3 separate regions of the Zea mays genome follow, and all the other regions are linked to region 2. A link is a contact called in public Hi-C data. All regions are on one chromosome and are shown on one strand. Each heading gives the region's core, a stretch centred on a gene start, on an enhancer-like site or on the middle of the called end of the contact. The rest is flanking DNA. Distances are from core to core; before and after follow the strand shown.

The links. Hi-C and Micro-C count contacts between places; a contact is called where the count stands out from the background.
Region 1: a Hi-C map of endosperm shows a contact between it and region 2, with 2.3 times the contacts expected there. The contact joins the promoter of LOC100383419 here to the promoter of LOC100191225 in region 2. A contact is called at or near these places in 3 of 25 Hi-C or Micro-C datasets (ear, endosperm and leaf mesophyll).
Region 3: a contact with region 2 is called in a Hi-C map of ear, with 2.0 times the contacts expected there. The contact joins the promoter of LOC103636131 here to the promoter of LOC100191225 in region 2. A contact is called at or near these places in 3 of 25 Hi-C or Micro-C datasets (bundle sheath, ear and tassel).

The regions. Positions count from the first base shown.
Region 1 is chr8:151,548,347-151,553,003 of Zm-B73-REFERENCE-NAM-5.0, reverse strand. LOC100383419 reads right to left here and starts at 2,889. Exons shown (of 23, transcript NM_001361635.1): 1 at 1,185-2,889; 2 at 1,031-1,086; 3 at 683-887. The coding sequence starts at 2,033.
Region 2 is chr8:152,347,140-152,351,536 of Zm-B73-REFERENCE-NAM-5.0, reverse strand. LOC100191225 (AMSH-like ubiquitin thioesterase 2) reads right to left here and starts at 2,132. Exons shown (of 9, transcript NM_001136659.1): 1 at 2,000-2,132; 2 at 879-920; 3 at 516-798; 4 at 317-406; 5 at 168-230; 6 at 1-48. The coding sequence starts at 892. It also overlaps LOC103636137.
Region 3 is chr8:151,607,078-151,612,051 of Zm-B73-REFERENCE-NAM-5.0, reverse strand. It overlaps LOC103636131 (zinc finger CCCH domain-containing protein 13), which reads left to right and starts at 2,451. Exons shown (of 5, transcript XM_008658490.3): 1 at 2,451-3,679; 2 at 4,270-4,891. The coding sequence starts at 2,824.

The sequences.
Region 1 (4,657 bases), core at 1,640-4,139, 800 kb after region 2:
ACTAAAACTTGCCAGGAGATAGACAAACCTAGAACTAGGGAAAGAAACTTTCATGTTCCACACAGAGAATTACCAGAACAATATCACTCTGCTTATCTATAGTTCTATACCTCTATATAATCCACCAGTTTAAACTTTGCAAAACCCACCCAACCAAATCACCCCCACATCCATAACCTCCACTAAATTCACCAAACAAATTGCACCCAAACTTAACACAACATCAAAACCAACGGTTCAGATTGTTGGATAACCCCCTCTCCATTGCTCACTCAAATCCAATTGACAATATTATTTGGATCGTCCATCATCTCTCTGCCTCTCCCGCGACCCTGCCACCCCCAACCTCCCCCTCCCCCGCGTCCCTCCCTCTCACTCACGCCGCCGCGTTAGCATGGGCTATATGCTAGTACATAGTAAATGATTCAGTTAGAGTGTATCTGTTTCAAGATTTTATCATTGTCATACATCAATTCTTTTAGGGTCCTTTGACATTCACCTGAATTCTTCCTATTTAAGAAGCAAGGCAATGTAACATCATAAGCTTCCCTCGAAATAAAATTTACGGACATTAAATAAACCGTAGAAGACTGCATAAGGCATTGATTTACTGTTGAAATATCCTACACACATATGCATAGCCTTAGTTGTGTATCAACTATAAAGAAATTCATCAACTTGCCTTAATCTGTGGCTGGTACTCCAATTCATTTGAACCAGTCACTTCATGTAAATCATCTGGGAAAGAATGACACACCACAGATTGGCCCTTGGTGCTGCAATGTACCACTACTTCTGAGAATCCCTGATCAGCCAAAAAGGCCTCTTCTACTGCCCTCCGGAAATCAGCAGGTTTGCAACTGCTTAGTTCTGTCTGCCCTTGAAATCTGAGATGACAAATACAACTTGTTCTTAAGGCACAAGCTGGCATATTCTAACCATAGTAAAGTTGTCAAAACTACTCGAGCAGGTGTTTTAACAGAATTCTAACAGTTGTCCATGTAGTTATGCATTTTAAACTACTACTCACCGGTTCATGTAGTCTGAAAATGGAAATATCAACCCCTGCCTCACCCACACGTACTTCTGCAACTCATATCATCAAATGCATCATTTCCCATGGAGAAAAGCAGTGGAAATTAAAGTCAGCCAGTTTGAATACAACAGTCACTGGAAAATTGTACCTTCTCGCCACTGAACTCTGTGCGCCAGCCAAATAGCATCACACAAAGCACAGCGACACCGCGAGGTTGTGGTGGCATTGCATCGGCAGCGGCCTGCTGAGTTGGGTCGACCACCACTCCTGGCCACATTGGCTGGCGTTTGCCAAGCTTTGCCCACACAATGTCCCCATACACCAATTCTTCGGTACAGTGAAAAATATCTTCTTTCTCCTCTTCCTCCTCCTCGTCTTCCTCATAGTAATGCCTAAGCTTTACTTCCTTCCTGTGGTGATTGCTGTATGGTTCATCATGTACCGAGGTAAGCGTGCTCCAAGAGGCTAAGTGCTTCCTGGAGGCACCGAAACTGCGGCGTGCTCGGTAACGTTCCACCATGGCCTCCTCCTCATCGTCGTCATCTACCTCGGACAATGCAACGCTGCTGTCAAAATTTGCACCTTTCTTGTGCAGCAGCTCGTTTCTGCGCGCCAAGTGCTCTGTCTTGACAGGAGGCGGCGGCCTGGCCGGCTTCTCCTTCTTCCAGGGGTCGGTAAGTACCGAGTCATTGAACCTAGAGGGCAGCACCAGGGTGCGGCCCCGCGACGAGCGCACCACCGGCGGCCTCGCCGCGGGCGGCGGTTGCGCGGCCTCTGGCGGTGCCTCGGGCGCCTCGCTCCACCGGAGCCCGAAGGCAGCGTACGGGATGCTGGAGGCTGGGACGTCGCCGAGCAGGTCGACGGGGAAGAACTCGTCGCCCCTCCGCCTCTTCCTCGGGCGGGGGCCGCCTCCCCCCTCGTCCTCGCCTCCGCTGTCCGCGGCATTGCAGCGCCGCGGCGCAAGGATCTCCGACCGCTGACTCCGCTTGAAGATCATCCGGAACCGAGGAACCGGCCGCTAGATCGCCCCGGCGAGTCAGGGCGCCGGAGCACCTTGGCAAACCCTAAGCCTGCGTGCCTGCCTGCCTCGCGAATTCGGTCAGTCGGGGAGCTCCTCTCCCCTCCCGAGACCTCGCGGAGGCAGCGGGAACGGCCTCGGATGGAGCTGGCCAGATGTTGGCGAAGATAAATCGGCCTTGGATTTTGGGGATTTTTTTTTCCTATCTCTCTCTCTCTCTTTCTCTCTCGTCTCCTGTGCTTGTTCTTGGTGTGCTCTCATGGGCTTCCAAGCACAGGGGGGATAGACAAGGGAACGCGCCCGGGTGGCCAGGGAGGTGCGTTTTTTTTTTCCTCCCGAAGTTTCCTCGTGCGATTTGGGATCGGATAGGGGGGTGGGTCGTGACATGGAAGTCGTCGTCGTCGTCTCCGCCGTGAGAGCAGAGCTGGTGCTCGTGCGGTTGCCCTCTCGATTCTATCTGTGGTCGCTGATGGTGGCCGGCCGCGGTGGTGTGTGCATCCATGGAGATGGAGCAGGAGTGATGGCTGGCTGGCTGGCACGAGTCTGGGCGCTGCATTTTGGTAGCCTCGTGGTCGGATGGCGATCTGCGCTGGCAGTTCTCTTTCCGAAATTTGTGTGTGTGTGTGTGTTTGGTGGGAGGTGTCGTTCAATGTGTGTATGATTTGAGCAGTGGATTTAGGTTTCGAAGCGATTGGAACGAGCTGTTGCTTGAGAAATTCGGCTTTTGAGAGCGGTCTGGGCTGGCTTAGGATCGTGGTGATTTGGGCATGGTCTTGGAGGAGAGAGAGACGGATATGAACAAGTTTTGGAGCGGCAGCGTACCACTTTCCGTCGACCGTGTGGGATGATGGGTGATGTCACGAGGAGCGTCGGCAGGTAGGCGGAGTCTGATTATTACATGCCCGATGCAAGCGAAGATAGATTTTTTTCTCGATTTCCGATAGAATTTTCGGTTTTTATTTCCCTCCCTTTGTTTCGTGTTCTGTTCTTTCATCGTTCCACGGGCTCGATCGATCTCCTTGGCTGAAGATGAAGAGGGGGGGTGGAAAAAGCCGAGCTCGGATTTCTCGGTGTGTTCCTGTCGATCTGTGTTCTCCATGTGTGAAGAAAAAATTTAAAAAAAAAATCGTGCACGGACAAATTAAAGGTCTGCAAGCTGTACGTAGATCCATTGATGCAGCAGCCTCGCATCTGAAGCCTGCGTGCGAGTCCGAGCAAGACGAAGGTCTGAAGTCTGATTAATGGAGTTGTGTTCTGTTTTTTTTTAATTTGTTCTTCTCGGGTCCCTTTCTCTCAGTCATTTCCTTTGGGCAACGGTGGTGGCCGTGCGCTCGAATCCACCGGCGCGTCGTGAGCCGGACACGGGGAAGACGGCGGTGATTGCCTCTCCCGGTCCCGGCGTCCCCGCGCGCCGTCTCGTTCTCGTCCGATTCGTGTTAAGCACGGCCACGGGGCACTGCTCGCCGGAATCATGTGACGGCTTCAAGATGGGAGGTGGCGCTGCCGTGGCGTGCTGGGACAGTGGGACCCGACCAAAAGCGCCAGTACCACGGGGCTCGGTTCAGTGCTCCACTGCACGGCGGTGGCCGGTGGGGTTTCGACGGTGATTTGTGGATTTGGTGGGCGGCGCCGGCGACTCGTGCGAGGGGAGAGGGAGACGTGCCGTGCGCGCGCATGGACCGCGGAGGGGGCGCGGCCTCTGCTCGTGTGCGGCACCGGGCAGCGGGCACGGCACACCAGATGCGCGCGGGGGAGCGGCTCCGGCTCGGTTGATTGGTTGGTTCCAGTCCAGCGCGTGCGGCCTGTCCCTTCCACCCCTCCTCCGGCCAGACTCGACGTAGCTGTTCTTTCGATGATGGATTTGCTGAACCAGCAGCGAGCGAGCGAGCCGCAGTGGGGATCCGTCGCGGCTCCAGTTTGGTAGCTCGCGTCGCACTTTGGTTTCGAACTTTCTGGAAGCGCGATTTTGCCGTCGGTTTAACGCGCTTCGTTTTGCTCATCGTCATCGGGTCGGCCTCGGCCGCATAAAAGTAGGCTCGTATCGTCCGGCGCCCGGCGGAGACATTCCGTGCGCGCGTCGAGTTGCGGAGTCTGATTTCAGGCTGCAGTGCAGCCACATGACCGCATGTGTTTTCCCCCCGGCGACAAGGACGTCGCGGAAGTCGACGCGGCCTGCGACGGCGAGCTGGACCGCCGCGACGTGGGCAAGATATGGAACACGGGTGAAGCACTCTCGTGCCTGCTTGATGTCCCGTGCCTCCGCCTCCCGTCCCTGCTTCTGGTGTCCAAGCACTCTCCGTACGTGACCGGCTGGCTGATCTGCTCCCGATTCAGTTTCATGTGGATGTCTGGTTTTGCTTGCTTGCTTGCTTGCGCTCTCCTCCTTCGTAACCAGGTGTGATACAGATACAGCCATGTGATGCAAGATCGTGGCGGCTGGGTGGCGCCGCCATGCTGCAACCAGACATCTCTTTTTTTTTTTGTCAGTCTTAAGGTCAGAACTATGGTTAGTTGGTTACTTCTTTTTACATGTTTCTTGTTTTACGGACGACAGAAAAAAGGCAGTAGTACCAACGCCTGGATCGTTATTAAGCTGCTTGCTG
Region 2 (4,397 bases), core at 883-3,382:
CTGCTCTGATAACACGGCATGTATCTCCTCCTCACTAACAGCCTGACACTATTTGGAAAAGAAAGGAAGACTTCAGAATGGGATAGCTAGATAGTTGTCATGACATATAATAAACTAACAAAAATATATTAAGAATAATGTTAGAAACCACTCAGTTACTGACATACTGAGTGAGCAGTTCCTTCTTGCTTTGGTATAATCAACATCGTGACAAAATAAGTTCCATCCCTCTGCATAGAAACATAAAATACTCAAGATCTAATCTGACAATTAGGTATTCTTGTCACATAGGTAACTTGTTGCCCGCTTCACTTACAAATGAAGCACCAAGAATTCCACAAGTCTCTAGATTATTGCTTGTATTCTCCTTTGCAAGCTCCATGAATTCGGCTGTCAATCTCACTGACTGAATAACATGTAAGGATGTTATTTCATCTCAATCTTCAGTCTTACCATCCTCCAAGAAACACTGTATATTCTTAAAAGAAAATGATGGGGAACGAAAGAGAACGTACTATTTGCATGTCATGCAAATTACTTGATGCTGAAGACTGTCCCACTGAAGCTCTGGCTTGCTCATCCACATATTCAGAGACAGGATTAAAAGAAGCATTGCCAAAGCTGGAAAGATCTTCTATCCAAGATACGATTGGAGACGGGAAGTGATGCTTCACAGCACAGGAACCAACATCGTGGTCTCCCACTCTAGTTTGGCAGCTGACGATTTGTTGAGCATCCAGATACATTGATTTGGTTGGTCTTGAGTGGATCCCACATCTCCTCGTATCAATGTCATATCTGCCAATTTTGCATTGATCATGTCATGATGTATCATAAACAAAATTGTCGACCGCTACAGAAGGTAAAGCACTGCATACCTCCTACTACCCATGGCTGAGCAAGGACACCAAAATTTCAGCCTGCAATTTTTTTTTTTACAAAAATATCGAACATTTAGAAATACTGAAGACAAAAGAGTCGAGGATCTGGAAAGAAATGACAGCAGTTTGATAAGGCATCTAACAAGTGACAACACCAGAGCATTGCTATTGTTGAACATCATTTAAGCGAACTAACAAAAACATTGGCGAGCAATCGATGAAGTTCAGGGCAGGTACACCATTTTCTTTTCTAATAAATAAACACTTCTCCTATATTAAGTGCCTGAATTTTAAGATGATTCAGGAGCGTAATGATTAAGGCTTCCGAGTAGCACCTCTAGGCCGTGGGTTCGATTCCCCTTGGGGGCGAAGTTCGGGCTTGGTTAAAAAAATCCCCTCGATGTGTCGCGCCCGCTCTGGGTTACGTCTTGCATGCCACCCTTCGGTTGTGCCGTTGCAGACTGGGCGGTGATGACCCGCTAGTGATGGGGTACCAGGGTGAGGGGAGTTTCTCGGTCAGGACCATGTTTCGGACTCTTCTTAATATAATACAGGAGAGGGCGGTTTTTTCCTCCCTGGCCGAGTTTTTTGATTTGTTATTCATCTTTGTATAACATATTAGTTTTTTTGTCCTTGTTTGACTATTGAAATAATTGTTAATTGTCTTTGTTCCAAACACGGATCATACTTTGTCGAGCTTATGGTTTCATCCGACGAGTTTTTTTATTATCAGAACCGAACTACAACAGTAACCTTTGCCTGAAAGAAAGCTAAGCTAAAGTTCAGGCACAAATTCTAGCAGGTCCCATAAACAAATGCATAGCAATTGAAGACTCTGCGCTGCTTCAAACAACAGAAAACCAACCTGCGCCGAACAAAAGTAATAGTCCAACAATAATTCGAATTAAGAACGACCTCTTCATCACTAACCACCCCAGAAACAGCCACGGAAAGTAGTACCAATCCTTAGCTCCCCGCCGAGCCTCCCCGCTAGAAGTTAAACCCTAAAAGCCAACCAGATAAGCACGACCTCACGCCTAGCGGACCGCGAATCTCGCGGCTGGGCAGTGTCAACTTCCGCAAAGTAGGTCATCGGTCACGAGACAGAGCTCACTCACCTCGAGAAAATCTGGAGCAGTTGAGCCGCTTCAGGAGCGATCGGTGGGAAGCATTGGAGGGAGAGGGAGAGGGAGAGAAGAGGCGATTGGTTTCAGCGAGGCGAGGCGAGTGGCCGTATGGCCGAGCGGGGGGAGAAAGTTGGGGGAAAGGCGAGCGACGAGAGTCCTTGGGGGCCTGTGGGCTGTGGCTGGCTGCCGTTATTCTTACGCGAACACGAACTGGATGGGCTCACGGAATTGGATGGGCGCGCCACGTCGCTATCGTGCAGTGCATGCCGCCCACATCACAAAGAGAAAGAGGGGCGCTGGCCTGGGCGGGTGGGAGACTGAGAGCAAAGCAATGGAGAGTTCTGGATATAGGGACGAAAAAAGTCCGGGGGCGCTGGACCGAAGGGCGGGTCAGCGGGACGCCGGTCACGGTCACGGTTGCGCTGGCTCGGCGAGGTGAGCCAGCGACGTCGGCAGCTGCAGCGGAGTGCAGCGCCGCGGTGCGGATCAGGGGATGATGAGGTGTCGGCCCGGCGCGCTTTCGGCGCCGGCGCATGGGGCTCACGCTCCTGACGGCGATGCTGGGTGCGGTGCATCGGTTAATAATAATAATCTGGGGAAGAATCGAGGAGGGGACGGCATACCGGCATGGGATCGATCGACTGACCGTTGGCTTGGCGCTATTGTTGCCTGTCATCGCCAGGTCAGCCGTTAACGCATCGCAAAAGGGAGAGGGCGTTGAGGATCGGGATCCCCTGCAGTACTGCATGGGCCACTGCCGCGTGGGCTCCGCGTGCGACAGGGCCCACGCGCAGGGCGTTGAGTGGAGGGGAAGGAAGCTATGCGTATGGCGGTGTGGGATGGCACGTTGATTCTAACTTCCGCAAATCTTACCAGAAAGCAAATGCCCTCACCATTTCTACACCAGTCAAACTTGTCCCATAAACATTTTGGTTTTCAAAAGCTTTCGACTAGTTTGGGTAATTTAGTATTGACCTCAATCCACATGTGTTGTGGAATAAAGTGTAACTTAAACTAATTTACACTTAAATCCACCTCAACAAATGTAAATTTGGGTCAATACTAAAGTACCCAAACAAAACCTTCATGTGAAAGGGCACGGCCAAAAATCATATTCACTCGCCCAAAAAGTTGTAACTAAAGTCAACAGCTGGGGTCAGCAAAAGTGGATTTGGGAGTGCAGCGATTATGGAAAATGTTGAAACTGAGCCGTAGGAGCCTTTTTTTTTACAACAATATCGGTAAGAGACCTTGTGATGGAGCTTATTTATCTTTCTCTCTCGTTTCAAACTTCACTCTGTAAATAATACAGTCTATAACGGAATACAATGTTTTATATGGTCATATGCATGATTTGCTCGCCATTGCCCATCGCCTTAAGATAGGCAACAAACAATGCAGCATTTGCCAGAAATTGCATTGCAAAACTATCCAATCTATCGTTTTAGTCTACAAAATCGGGGGGACAAAACACCAGCATCCTTTTGTCATATCTAGTTTATGTGCGACATCCTTGATCCATCTGGCGTGCCCTGTTGAGATGGTAGGGCTTACCATTTTTCCTGTTAGCAGGAATCGGCTGTGGCATCTAACCAAGCAATTTTCCAAAATACATTCATTGATAAGCACACATTACCTTACCTGCACATACGAAAATAAATTACACATAATTCTGACTAAAAAACAGTTACGAAAAAGATAGTAGCAAAACAAATCAGATAGGCATTTGTCAATAGTAGGTGATGCTATGTTCAGAAACATGTAGTCATTAGGCTATCCGCAACCGTTCCCCCTAAATTTTTCCCCCTATATCACTTTTTTGGGTCACATCATCAACATTTCACCCCCTATTTTTTCATCTCACGCAGCGGTTCCCCCTAAATACTCCCCCTATATCCCACTACACTATAAAATATCATTTTTTATACATACTTTTCATTTACTATAAATTTTTTATCTACTAACAATTGAAAGTGGGCCCACGTGAACAGTGTTTAGAGGGAGAGAGAGGCATACGCCAGAACGAGGGGGAGAGAGAGTCTTACCTCCGCGTAGAGTGCTCGCTAGGGAGAGCCGCTGCAGCACTAGCGGCTGCCCTGTAGCCGCCATGCAGCTACAGGCGAAGGGGAGAGGGCGTCCTGCGGCATCCGTTGCGCACAGCCTTACCACTGATCCAGTGAGAAATGAAACCTACCCTGACATAGGGTTACTAAATGCAATGAAGTTGGCTGGTTGTCCGCCATATATGTATGGGATATTGAACAACAGATGCAAGAGTTAATATTTTTCCTTTGATGTGGACAGTCACTTTGATCTCAAACTAATATACTTTTACTTCGAAGCACAATGGAAACTCCCCAATTTCACTTTGGAGTTTGGACTAATGCCT
Region 3 (4,974 bases), core at 1,202-3,701, 740 kb after region 2:
AACCCAGATGACGAGCCCGAGGCCTACACCAACCCCGCCGTCTACAACCGCCTCCATGACTACACCGCCATGGCGCAGGAGGTCCATGGCCCAGACTATGATCCGAGCACCGAGCCGATCGACCCCGATGTTCTCATGAGGGTCGGAGGAGGCAAGAGACATGGGCGGTACTAGATTGCCGATGGGGCAATCGAATCGTCCTCCACTCCCAATCTGTCTCAGGTGAGAGCAAGGAGCATGGGCTCGAGTCCAGCCATACGACCTCGGTACGACAGCTCACAGCATCACATACAGCAACTCGAGGTTAGTGCTTCTGTAACTCGTCCTTCCTTTAGTTATATACCTACTCTTTGAGTTACTATAACGTTGGCTTGTAATATTACAGACCCAACTAGAAGAAGAGAGGAGGGAACGTCACGAGATGGAGGCGAGGATGATGGCGGAGCGGGAGGCGGAGCGCCAGGCAGATCATCAGAGGATGGCAGAGATGTTCCAGTACATGCAGAGCCTTGGCGCCGCACAGGGCATCGCTCTGCCACCTCCATTGTTCCCTCCAGTTGACCCTGCTCTCTTCCACACTCCTGTGAGTATCAAAATTGTAGTTAGATGTTTGTAATGCATCTGGTATAACACATGCAATCTCTTCTCTGTGCAGGGCCAATCTGGAGCGGCATCCAACAACCCTCCAGAAGGGTTCAGCCCAACGCAGCCCCGGTCAAGCCGCCCACCTCCATGAGTGTTGTGTTTTCATTGTTTTAGACTTCAGAACTTGTGTATAATACTTATGTCTGTGTTTGATACTTATGTGAGAGCTTGCGACGTTTGAGACTTATGTTTGTGTTTGATACTTGTGTTGAACACTTATGTTTGTGATGGATATTTATGTTTGTGGTGACGGTTGTATGTTTGTGTTGGCTATTTATGTTTGTGATGATATCTGTGATGTATATATGTGATATATATGTGATATCTTTTGTTTGTGTGGATGGAATACAAAAAACAAATAAAAAAGGTATATATTGGTCACTTTGCCGAGTGTAACACTCGACAAAGAGGCGCTTTGCCGAGTGTCAGGGTCAAAACACTCGGCAAAGAGCAAAAACCTGGGCACCGGTTTAGTGACTTTGCCGAGTGTTATGTCTCTGGCACTCAGCAAAGAGGCCGGCTTTGCCGAGTGCCGCACAGAGCACTCGGCAAATAGCCTGACATGGGGACCCTCCCTGGCGGGCTCTTTGCCGAGTGTCCTAGAGGGCACTCGGCAAAGATATATTCTTTGTCGAGTGCTTCTGGAAAGACACTCGGCAAAGACACCGTCTCCGTCACCCGTCACCGTAACGGCCGCTTTTCTTTGCCGAGTGCCCGAGAAAAAGTACTCGACAAAAAAGACTTTGCCGATGCACTGTTTGCCGAGCCTTCTTTGCCGAGTGTCACACTCGGCAAAGACGTTGCCGAGTGTTTTTAAGGCTTTGCCGAGTGCTTCGGGCACTCGGCAAAGCGCCCGTTTCCGGTAGTGACTCACCCTTGCTTATTTGTTGTTTTTCAGAGAAAGAAATCGCTGATCGGGTAAGAGTTACGCCTGTTCCAACCTTGCCCGTGGCTGTTAGACCGCTAATTTGCTTCACTGCGTATATCGGGCTGCTTCAGCCCCACTCTGATGATATGTCCCGAGTTGTGGACCAACTCTTAAAGTTGATCGCCACCTTTATAGGTCTGTCTCGTTTAAGCAGATCTGGAATCATCTGATGTATAAATGTGTTTACTAACCTCATAGAACTAGTAATTATATCATATTTGAGTCCCAGAGGATTAGGGCGCTTCAAACCTCTTGAACGAAAGAACCAAACGAGATGAGAATTTGTAAAACATATGCCGAGGTCCAAAAAAGATCGCAGATTGGGACATGACTCAAAGTGTATGTAATAGGATCATTTAGGGCCCATTTAGATTCACCTGACTAAATACCTGTCCCATCACATCAGATATTTAATACTAGTTAGAAATATTAAATATAATCTAATTATTATAAAACTAATTACACAGATAATAACTAAACATTAAGACAAATTTGCACGATTCGCTAATGTAATGCTACATTAAATATTTTTTAATTATAAATTAATTAGACTTAATAAATTCTGTAATGCTATATTAAATATTTTTTAATTATAAATTAATTAGACTTAATAAATTCGACTCGTCGTTTGTGTTATTCATCTGCGTAACTATTTTTATAATTATACCGTATTTAATATTCATAATTTATATTCAAACATCGACTAATCATTAGTAAATGAAACAAACATTCCATTAGTCTATTCTCATCCTGCGTTACATATTTGATTTTGACACTTGAATTTGGAGGAGGTGAACTCCCTTCCAAAATTGGAACCTGCTCAACGCAGCCCGAAAGACACCCGCGTCGGCGCGCCTCGACTCCTTTCTCTCGTGCCCAATCCGGCCGCGCGCCCCTTCGGCCGCGCCGCACCGCACCGCAGCGAAGCAAACCACCACCAGGCCGGGACCAAATCCCAACTAAACCCGTCCCGGCAACCCTCCAAATCCAAAGCCGGAAAATCAACCAACAATTTTCCTTCCCCATTTTCTCCACCCACGAACTCGTCGTCTCTCATCCCCGGCCGCCACCGCCTCCCCTCCGTTCTCGCACCCCACCAAAACCCTAGCCGCCGTACCCCAGCGCGCTCGCGGTCCCCTCTCCCCGCCGCCACGTCTGTCTAGATCCGCGCGCGCCCTAGGGCTTCAAGGGCCCCGCGTCGCCAGCTTCCGCATCTGGGCTGGTAGTTTTTCAGTTAGGGTTGGCCCGCCATGCCTCGGAGCTCGCGTCACAGGTCGCACCGGTCCCACAGGCGAGGAGGGTCCGCTGACCGGTCGGAGTCAGATGGCGAGGAGTCGGCTCCGGTCGCCGGCGCGCGCGAGGAGGCCGCGGCGGCTAGGGTTTCCAGAGATCCCGAGCCTGAGAGGCGCCGCTCGTCCTCGGGACAGGAGGCCGTGAGATCAGGGAACGGGTACGCTGAGCACGGGAAGAAGAGGAAGGAGAGGGTTGAGGAGGCCGTGGTTGATGTGGTCAGCGACCGGTGGAACAGTGGCGTCTGTGACGATCACCTGGTCGACAAGAGGTCCAAGAGCGAGACCTTTGGGCATGCTGAAGTGGAGAAGCTGGCCGACAGGTCCAGGGGATCAGGGGATGAGTCCAAGAGGTCAAGCAGACGAGCAGTGGCTGTGGATGACAGGGCTGAGGAGGTTCTGTCTAAGAGTGACTCTGGGAAACGGAGGTCAGAGAAACAGAAGGATGTGGGGAGGAAGGAGAGTACCGGGCATTATAAGGATAACAGAGATAGGGAGAACGAAAGGGAAAGGGGGGAAGAATGGGAGCGGCAGAAGGAGCGAGATAGGGGAAGGAGTAGGGATAGAGAGCGTGAGAAGGAAAGAGCACGAGAGAAGGAGAGGGAGAGAGAACGGGAGCGTGAGAAAGATAGGGACCGAGAGCGGGACAGGGAGCATGAGAGGGAGCGTGATAGGCAGAAGGAGCGGGAGTGGGACAAGAAAGATCATGATTCCAAGCACGAGAGGTATGAGGATGGCGGGAGCAGGAAGAGTGGCTTGAAGATGAGTAGGACGGAACAGGAGGCCTACTCATATAGGAGAGATACAGATGTCAATGGTGAGTAGCCCATTTTCTACATGTTCTCAACAATACCAATAGCATTCCTGCTCTATGTACGATTATACGTCATGTTCCTACTGCAATGTGTTACAGTTTTCTTATCCTGATTTCATTTAGAGTTTTGCATGATGCTATCATTATTTTAAATAGTTCTAGCATATATTAATAAATGTGCTGGAAATGGTTGTAACCTGTGGAGTTCATAGTTTTCCTACTTTTGCGTTGTTTTCTATCACACTGAACGATTTAATATCCATGTTTCCCTTTGCTACATTAAACTCTGTTATGCTTATTATATATAGCTTACAGCATGGTATCTTGTTGCAAATTTATATGAAAATTGAAACCATATTTCTTGTTCTGATCTATTGCCTTGATAGTCCTGGCCTCCTGGGCCTATCTCAGTGAAGCAGATGGATAGTATACTTGAAAGAGCTATTTTGCTCTATGCCGAACTGTTTTTACCTATGTACTTGTTTTACCTGAACACTACTTATTTGAGTTTTATTATATGTTTTTGGGTTGTTTTCTTTTCTTTTCTTTTCTTTTGCTGATATTGCCTTCTAAACTACTACTTTTTGAGGCAGAAATTTCAGCGAAAGAGAAGTACAATAATCCTGATATGCAAGCTGAAAAACACAGCCGAAGAAAAGATGATTCTGAAGATACAGATAAGTGGTCCACTGACAATAGAGACAGTGATGACAGAAAGACCCTGTCCAGATATGAACATGGTAAATCTAGGAGCTCTAAGGAACAAAGGTTTGATGACGACAAGTATAAGGAAAAGTACAAGGATGATTACGTAAGGGATAAGAGGCAACATGACGACAAGTTTTCTAATGAGCGAGTGGCCCGTAGTCATGAAAGTGATAGAGCTGAATATAAGAGTGCTAAAGATGGACGCAGAAGCTCAGAGAGCCATTACAGAAAGGATGCAGTTCAAGATGTTGATCATTATGAGGATTACAACAATAGGTACAAGGAAAGTAGAGGGAAAAAACGACCTCCTGAGGAAAATGATGACCAATATGATTTAAAGCCTCCAAGCACACGTGATCAACGTGTGCATTTGGAAAAATCTTCAGGCAGTGGGCGTCTGGATTCTCTGACTGAGAGAGCAAGACCTGATCGTAGTTCTAGTCCAAGTAAAATCCACTCAAGAAGTTCACCTAGCCCAAGTTCTTATCATGACAAAGATCAGAGCCGGTAACTTATCTTCTATATGGCTATACATCTGAAAATACTGGACTAATCTCTTAAAAGGGTGCAGCATTGTAGCTATACCTTGT